2 separate regions of the Mus musculus genome follow, and region 2 is linked to region 1. Evidence: chromatin contacts called from public promoter capture Hi-C data. All regions are on one chromosome and are shown on one strand. Each heading gives the region's core, a stretch centred on a gene start, on an enhancer-like site or on the middle of the called end of the contact. The rest is flanking DNA. Distances are from core to core; before and after follow the strand shown.

Region 1 (3,744 bases), core at 759-3,258:
TGTGGGCCTGAAGACACACCCTCAGGTGGGGGTGCTGTCTACTTTGGTCTTATGCCATTTTTGTTTATTTGGTTGTTTAGAAAAGATCTACCTCCTGGGATTCACAGATTTATGGAGGCCATTGGGCCAGTAGGCTCCTGTCTAGATCTCCCCCGCCACCCCCCAGTTCTAGGATTACAAGCAAGCCACCGTTCTCAGCTTTTAAGGTGGCTTGTGGGCAATAGCTCAGGTCCTTATGCTTGGGAGGCGAGCACTGTGCAGACTGAGGTACAAATCCAGATCTTTACTCTTAGAGGCAGCGGTGTGTGGAACTGCTCAGAGAGCTCTGGAGATAGATAGGACTGAAAGAGTAAGGCTCTCACTCATCTCATCTCTGCAAGGATGGCACCAATCTGCGAAACAGAGTTCCATGGTTTCCACATTAACAAAGGTGACCGTGTCTTCAACATCTGCTCTTAAATTTAGCAAGAAGGGACTACCTGTTGGCTCCTACGAAAGAAGCTGGACCATGAAGACTTCAGGGATGAAGGTGTCCATGCTCTGAGCCATCATCAGTTTCAGGCATGAGTTCCTCTGCCCTGTGGATACCTTGTTCTTGTTCATTGCATCCTATTCTCCAGTAAACACGTGTCACAGTGTGCTTACCTTGTCCAATGTGCATTTCATCCATAATTAAACCTGTGTTGTGTGACTACACTCTCCTTCCACTGTCCCCAGGACTCTGGGGCCTGGTCAACAACGCTGGCATCTCCACCCCCTCGGGTCCCAACGAGTGGATGAAAAAACAGGACTTTGCAAGAGTACTGGATGTGAACCTGTTGGGCATGATCGAGGTGACTCTGAGCATGCTGCCCTTAGTGAGGAAGGCGAGGGGTCGTGTGGTCAACGTCTCCAGCGTCATGGGCCGAATGTCTTTCTTTGGTGGTGGTTACTGCATCTCCAAGTATGGTGTAGAGGCCTTCTCAGACTCCCTCAGGTACTGGAAGGGAAGGGGTCCCCGAGGGAAGCTTTGATAGGGTATTTATTTAATCACAGTCTTTATGTCCCCATCATGGGGTTGGAGAGATAGCTCAGAGGTAAAGAGAATTAGCTGCTTTCCTGAGGTCCTGAGTTCAAGTCCCAGGATCCACACGGTGGCTCACAATCATCTATAATGAAATCTATCTTTTTAAATAAATAAATAAAGAGCCTGCCCTTCATTGGAGGTAAGCAGTCATTCGCTTGGAATCACCTTCTCATGTCTATGGCTGAGGTAGGACTGAGCCATAAGTTCAGTTATTCTATTTATTTATTTGTTTAAGACAGGGTCTCACCATGTAATCTTGGCTGTCCAGGAATTCACTAGGTAGACCAGACTGGCCTCAAACCCTTACAGATCCATCCCCTGAATGCTGGAATTAAAGGTGTGTGCCACCATGCCAGGCGAGGTCAGTTAATAGTCTGGAGGAGGATGCAAACTTGGAACATGGTTTTTGAGTTAGAGTTGGACCTGAGGTAATGTGGGCAGAGTTTGGAGCCTTAATCTTTAGTGATGTTTAACTTGAGGATGTCCGAGGTCTTGAGGCAGACCGAGCATCTCATTCAGTCCAGTACGTACTTTTCCAGACTTACAAGAGTCTCCCATCAACTCACTGCACAATCACAAGGTTCTCTCTGACCTTAAACACACTGGCAGCTGAGAGCTTGAAAGTCTGGGGTTGGAGCCAGGGGATTACTGTGGCCATCCTTTGAAGTGGTTATCTCCAGTTAATCATTGGTGAGAGAGTAGTTATTAGTCTTTGGGTCCTATAGTAAGAGTCCAAACAGGAACCTGGCAGCCTCGTTAGGAAGACCACTGGGAAAATCTATCCACCTTAGGCTTGGTGTGATCATTAACTGACCAGAGAAAGCTGCTGGCCCCTATTTGACAAAAGGGAAAGTCAGGCGACACAGGCAGGAGGCTGAGTAGCTGAGCACGTGCAGGCTTGTGGGGAGTCTGAGGGCTCTTGGCAAGCAAGGATGAATGTTTATTATGAACCTGCCAAGGCAGATGGAAGAGGTTGAGCCAGGTAACCTGTCAGCTGCGGAGTCCAGGCTGACTGTGATCTGAGGCTCTAGGAAGATACCTACAGGATCCAGCCGGGAGCTGGCCTGTGAGCTTCCTGGGATGGGTTTGGGGAAGCAGTAGTGAGGAGGAGGTGCCTTGGGCAAGGACGAGCGACTTTTGCATCTGGCATTCATTGAGAAGTCTTACCTGCACCCGCCAAATACTGTGCGGCATTCACAAGCACAGAGGCGATGCCTGTACAAGCTCCATCCCTACTTGCTGCACATCCCCGATGCAAGCTTGTGACCATTCTTCACCACAGACTGTTACTGGCATGCTACGGCACTCTTATTCAGAGTCTTTTCATGGAAAGACCCCTCAAGCCCTTGACATCTGTCTGTCTTGCAGGAGGGAGCTCTCCTATTTTGGGGTGAAGGTGGCTATTATAGAGCCTGGAGGCTTCAAGACTTGTGTGACAAGTAGTGACAGGCTATCATCAAACACCAAGATGATCTGGGACAAGGCCAGCTCGGAAGTCAAAGAGATCTATGGCGAGAAGTTTTTATTATTCTGTGAGTGGATTTTGGGGGAACAAAGCCAACTTGAGTCTACAATTCTGAATCTATTGTTAGTGTTGCCAGCAGCCCCCCCCCCCCCGCCAGGTGTTTCTTCTGGTAGCAGGTGGGCACCTCACCACATAAAGGGAACCTGGCTACTAGACATGAGGCTATGGTTTATAGGAACCCCTCAATATAATGAGATCAAAGCTAAAACAGATACAGGAAGCAGTATTTTCCATGAGCCTGGACTTTCTCCAACTACTGGGGAGACTACATAATAATCTCAAGAGAAACACAGCAGGCTCAGTATTCATGGTTTTTCCTGGTGGCTTGGTTGTGGTCCTTGTGAGGAACTAGGACAGGCTGGGCTTGGGTTTCAGACACATGGATTCTCCCACATAGGGAACGGAAGTTCTCCTCTATGCTGCTGTAAGACAGGCGTGGTGGGAGCTGAATGACCACCTGAATCATTCCTCATTCTGCATAGATCTGAAAAACCTAAACGAATTGGACAAGAGGTGCAACAAGGACCTGTCTGTGGTGACTGACTGCATGGAGCACGCTCTGACTGCCTGCCACCCTCGCACTCGATACTCAGCAGGCTGGGATGCCAAGTTCCTCTTCCTCCCCTTGAGCTACCTGCCCACCTTTCTTGTGGATGCCCTTCTCTACTGGACTTCCATGAAGCCTGAGAAAGCCCTCTGAAGTGTTCACCTATGTGCATACCTGGGGAGATGTAGGTAGAGTGTGAGAGAGAGAATATTTAGGGGAAATTAGGAGGGTTGAGGGAGGGAGTTTATTAGTCTGGGGTTCTTAGTCAACACACTTCATCTCATTAATTCTCCTATGACACTACACAAGACTGATGATGACCAAATAAATAGGCAAAGAATTCTGCCAAGGGATTCAGATACAAAAGTGCTGGCTGATGTCCAGACTATGAGCATCATGGCTACCATGAAGGTCGACACAGATGAGGAGGCTGGGACCAGCTTGTGCCAAGCATTCTTCTGTGTCCTCCTCTGCAGGAAATGCACATGCCCTGGCTAGTTTAAACCCCTATGCAGCATGGAAGTGTCCCTGCTCTGAAGTCACCTGAGACCATGGTGTAGGGTCTGAGAGAGTCACTAATAAAGCCAGCACCCATGCCCTGGAGTC
Region 2 (3,744 bases), core at 487-2,986, 190 kb after region 1:
GCTCATGAATCAGCTCTGCTATCTGGTCCTTCAGTTCCCTAATGTACTGGTTAGAGTCAGACCTGTTAAGCTGTCCTTGGAGCTTGCCTTCTTCTTTCTTTCTTTCAGGTGGCTGAGGTTGCTGGAGGCTGATGAACTTGATACAAGAGAGGAACCACCGTTTCTTCTTGACCCATTCACTGATCTTAAAGACTTACTGTCTGTCTCTATTAATCTGTTTTGTTCCTCCAGCTTAGCCAGGAGTTCTAAGTCGTCTGGACTCAACTTTGATGGGGAAGATGGTGACTGTGTTGGTGTTGACAGTGTGGTAGATGAGGATGTAGTGTGTAGTGAGGCAGATGGACTTGCCACCTGACTGGCCATCTGACTGACTGTGTGCGATACTGTGTTCTTCACCCATGAGAGAGTAGAACTCAGCTTTTTTGCCACCTTGTCTGTCGCCACAGTCTGCAGTCCAACTCCCAACAATGGTCAGCAACAGCTATGAATGGAAGTCCAAGGATCTAACAGTTGCTCTGTCCCATGAGGCAAGTAGGCAAAGGGAGAGAGGGAGAGAGGGAGAGAGGGAGAGAGGGAGAGAGGGAGAGAGCGAGACATTGTTTCAAACATTAAAAAAAAAGGAAATGTCTTTCACTGCCTCCCCTTGATTTGCTGAGGGTTGTTGATGGGGTTCTTGTGCTCTGAGGAAAAGTCCGGAGAACCCACAGCTACAGCAACCCTTTAAGAGCAGATAGAATGTTCTGGAGCTAGGTGGTATAGACAGTGGTGGCAGTTGCACCCCCTTTCAGATTTGCTGAAACCATGAATTGCATACCTTAAGGGTGGGGTTCATGGGGTGTGAAATAAATATCAATTCTAAAATGAAAAAAAAAAAAGAACATCAAAATAAACAGGCTGGCGATGTGACCCTGGCAAAGCATTTGTTCAACATAAGTGTAACTCTAAGCTTAACCTCTAACATCACTGAAAAATAAAAGGAGACAAAACCATGATGAAATAGCGGCAATGGTGATGCCGACTGTAAGCCTAGCCCTCGGAGGTGGAGTCAGGACTGTGATATCTGGACCAGCCTGGCCTACACACAAGGAGTCCTTGCCTTTGAGAGGAAAAAATTAGCTGGCTACTTTAGAAATAAAATTTTTAAAAAATTAGTAAGACTTGGAACCCATACCTCTTAATATCATAAAATTCCAAATTTCCAAAAGGGAGTGGCTTGATTTTTCACACCAACACATAGGATCGATGCCTGCTATAACTCTTGGCAGTTGAGTAGAGAAGAGGCTGAACAGACATTTTCAGTACATGTGTGCATTTTGATTATGACCATAGATGTCTGACAATGTTGTGGAATATCCCCCAGAGAAGACCATCAGACACAGGTTCAAACCAATAGGAAGTCTTAATTACCCGGCTGGTGACTACACTGGGTGGTTGGGACCTGAGAGTGGTCCTGTGCCTTTCTCAGGATGAACTTTTAAGCCCACCCTGCATCCTGGGTTGACACACCTCAGTTAGCAAGAACAGATAACCAAGAGAGGAACTACAGAAGCTAAAAAGCAAGGTTAGCACACTTAGGGGCTTTGCCAGAAATATGGACTTTGGCAAATCAGGTCTTTGTTTTGGCAAAGTCCATATTTGTTATGTGCCAAGTTTGGCAAGTATGCTAGGTTCCAAAGTCTGAATGACACCTCTGTAATGGTGTCATTTGGGCTAAGGTTTGGCAGCCTACTAAGGGTCTGGGAGCCTGTTATAGAAGCAGTTTGACAAAACCATTCAGAATGGAATGTGTGGGAGCTGTCAGGGCCCCAGCCCCTCAGACATTTGTCATAAGACTGAATCGCTCTCACATTCTGATACAGCCCATCATCATGTCTCTGACCACAAGGGATCGAGTATTCCTTCTTTTCAGAGCTATGGATTAAAAATTGTTGTAAGCCCAGCGGTCGTGGTGGTGGCACACACCTTTAATACCAGCACTTGGGAGGCAAAGGCAGGTGGATTTCTGAGTTCTAGGCCAGCCTGGTCTACAGAGTGAGTTCCAGGACAGCCAGGGCTACACAGAGGGGAAAAACAAAACAAAACAAAACCAAAACCAAAAACCAAAAAAAACAAAAAACAAAAAACAAAAACAAAAACAAAAAAAAAAACTGTCTCAAAAAAGCCAAGGGAAAAAAAAGTTGTTTTGATAGCAAGAACTTTAACAGAGCTTAGGCAAAGGCTGTACTTAGATAAAGCGTGAATGGAAATCTATTTCTTTATCTGAAGCACGATACATTCGATGCAAAGAATTCTTTTCATTGTGGAAAAACAAGAGAAAATAGATATTAATGTCTGTCCTACCATACTCCTGATTGGTTTAGGCTTGGGTGGTGGTAAGATGCCAAAGCTTTTAAATTCAGACTCCGTTTTAGAGACCCTGACCTAAGTTTGAACTCAGGTAAACTAACAGGCTGGTACCTAGCATTAATTTCCAAGTTGCCCCCCAACAAAACCTGAGCCTAGCTGCAGTCTCTAAGCTAATCCCCAACAAGACCAGACTTTCCAGGTTACTCCCTTAACAAGACCAGTGTCTCCAGGTTATTCCCCCCAACAAACCTGCACCCATGTTCCAAGCCCACCCCCTGCCTAACGACCACCAGTGCAGAGGGAGCAGACTGTCTGACTCCCAGCACCAACCAATCATGTTAAAAGCCACAGGAGCTTTTCAATTAGATGCTTGCACACACATTCCCTGCTTGCTACTTTCTATAAAGCCCTGCCTCGATAGACATTCAGGGCTCCCCCACCACTGTGTGATGGTGGTACGTTGTGGGGGAGGGGCCCGGGGGGCAAGCTAGCTCAAATAGAATAAAGACCCTGCTGTGAGTTGCATCAGATTGGCTCCTGTGTGTGTGTTGGGGGAATCACATAACCTAGCATTTCCCTGGGACAACAGTGGCCAAACCTGACCAATGGGAGTCAAGTCTGGGCTTTGTGCCGCAATGTCTGGGGTCTCACTACTGGCCAACCTGACAGGGACTAAATTGAGAATGATATTGACACAGAATGAGTAGAGACACAGGAAGAGGGGACACTGTCCTAACGTCCATCCTCTGTCACTTTGGACATGTTCTTCTTTAAATGTTCTGTCTTTGAAATTAAAGTTGTACACTGAGATGAACCTCTGTCTCCACCTTCTCCTGCATTCTCTGGGTTCCCTATCCTGGCTCCACTGGAATGAGCCCAGAGCTGGGAAGGAGGGTTTGAGTTGCTACCTCGGAACTGTGTAATAGGTAATTCAGTGACACCGGGTGGTATAAAAACCCTTGACAAACGTGAGTCTCCGTCTCCTGTGAAATTGCAGTGGCTTTGTGCCTGTGCTGCTTGCTTTGTGGCTGTGGGTAGACAGCACTGGCTGCTGATCTACACGTGCGTTCTGTGACATGCGTGCGTACCTGTTCAGTCCTACCTATCCTGTACCTGAACCCACTTGTTATCTGAACAAATCCTGTTTGCCTAAGCCACTTTGGACTCGATTTTGTCAGTCACAAACAAAGCTGGATCCAGGAGAAGAGGGTTCTCTTTAGTCACTATGGCCTTTCCTAGAACGGAGGGTAAACATTGAAGTGTGTGTTCTTTTTCCTTTGGGAAGGTACATATACACATGAAATTATTATTTTTTTAAGTTTGTGTGTGTGTGTGTGAAGGGTATGCATGGCCAGGTGTGTGAATAGAGGTCAGAGGACCTCTTTTGAGAGTTCTTGC

The links. Promoter capture Hi-C pulls out the DNA fragments that hold promoters and counts their contacts.
Region 2: a promoter capture Hi-C map of liver shows a contact between it and region 1. The contact joins two enhancer-like sites. A contact is called at or near these places in 12 of 39 promoter capture datasets (the C10 cell line, the HPC-7 cell line, cranial neural crest and 7 more), 1 of 15 datasets of contacts at CTCF or cohesin (the NIH/3T3 cell line), 3 of 484 Hi-C or Micro-C datasets (bone marrow-derived macrophages, embryonic fibroblasts and myocytes), 7 of 115 datasets of contacts at active chromatin or transcription factors (embryonic basal ganglia, embryonic forebrain, embryonic hindbrain and 2 more) and 4 of 9 other capture datasets (adipose tissue, liver, macrophages and 1 more).

What each region holds. Positions count from the first base shown.
Region 1 is chr10:127,762,248-127,765,991 of GRCm38.p6, forward strand. It overlaps Rdh1 (retinol dehydrogenase 1 (all trans)), which reads left to right. Exons shown (of 4, transcript NM_080436.3): 2 at 718-976; 3 at 2,435-2,598; 4 at 3,074-3,744. The coding sequence ends at 3,291. Among named protein-coding and RNA genes, the nearest start is that of Rdh1, 4.4 kb to the left of the region's middle. Within about 2 kb of position 2,009, at least 19 of the 459 cell types and tissues checked have an H3K27ac peak or open chromatin away from gene starts, as enhancers often do. A contact at or near this core is called in liver, where this site is marked.
Region 2 is chr10:127,948,120-127,951,863 of GRCm38.p6, forward strand. All of the region lies in intron 1 of Gm40805 (a long non-coding RNA gene), which reads right to left. It also overlaps the pseudogene Gm15900. Among named protein-coding and RNA genes, the nearest start is that of Gm40805, 2.5 kb to the right of the region's middle. Within about 2 kb of position 1,737, at least 4 of the 459 cell types and tissues checked have an H3K27ac peak or open chromatin away from gene starts, as enhancers often do. A contact at or near this core is called in liver, where this site is marked.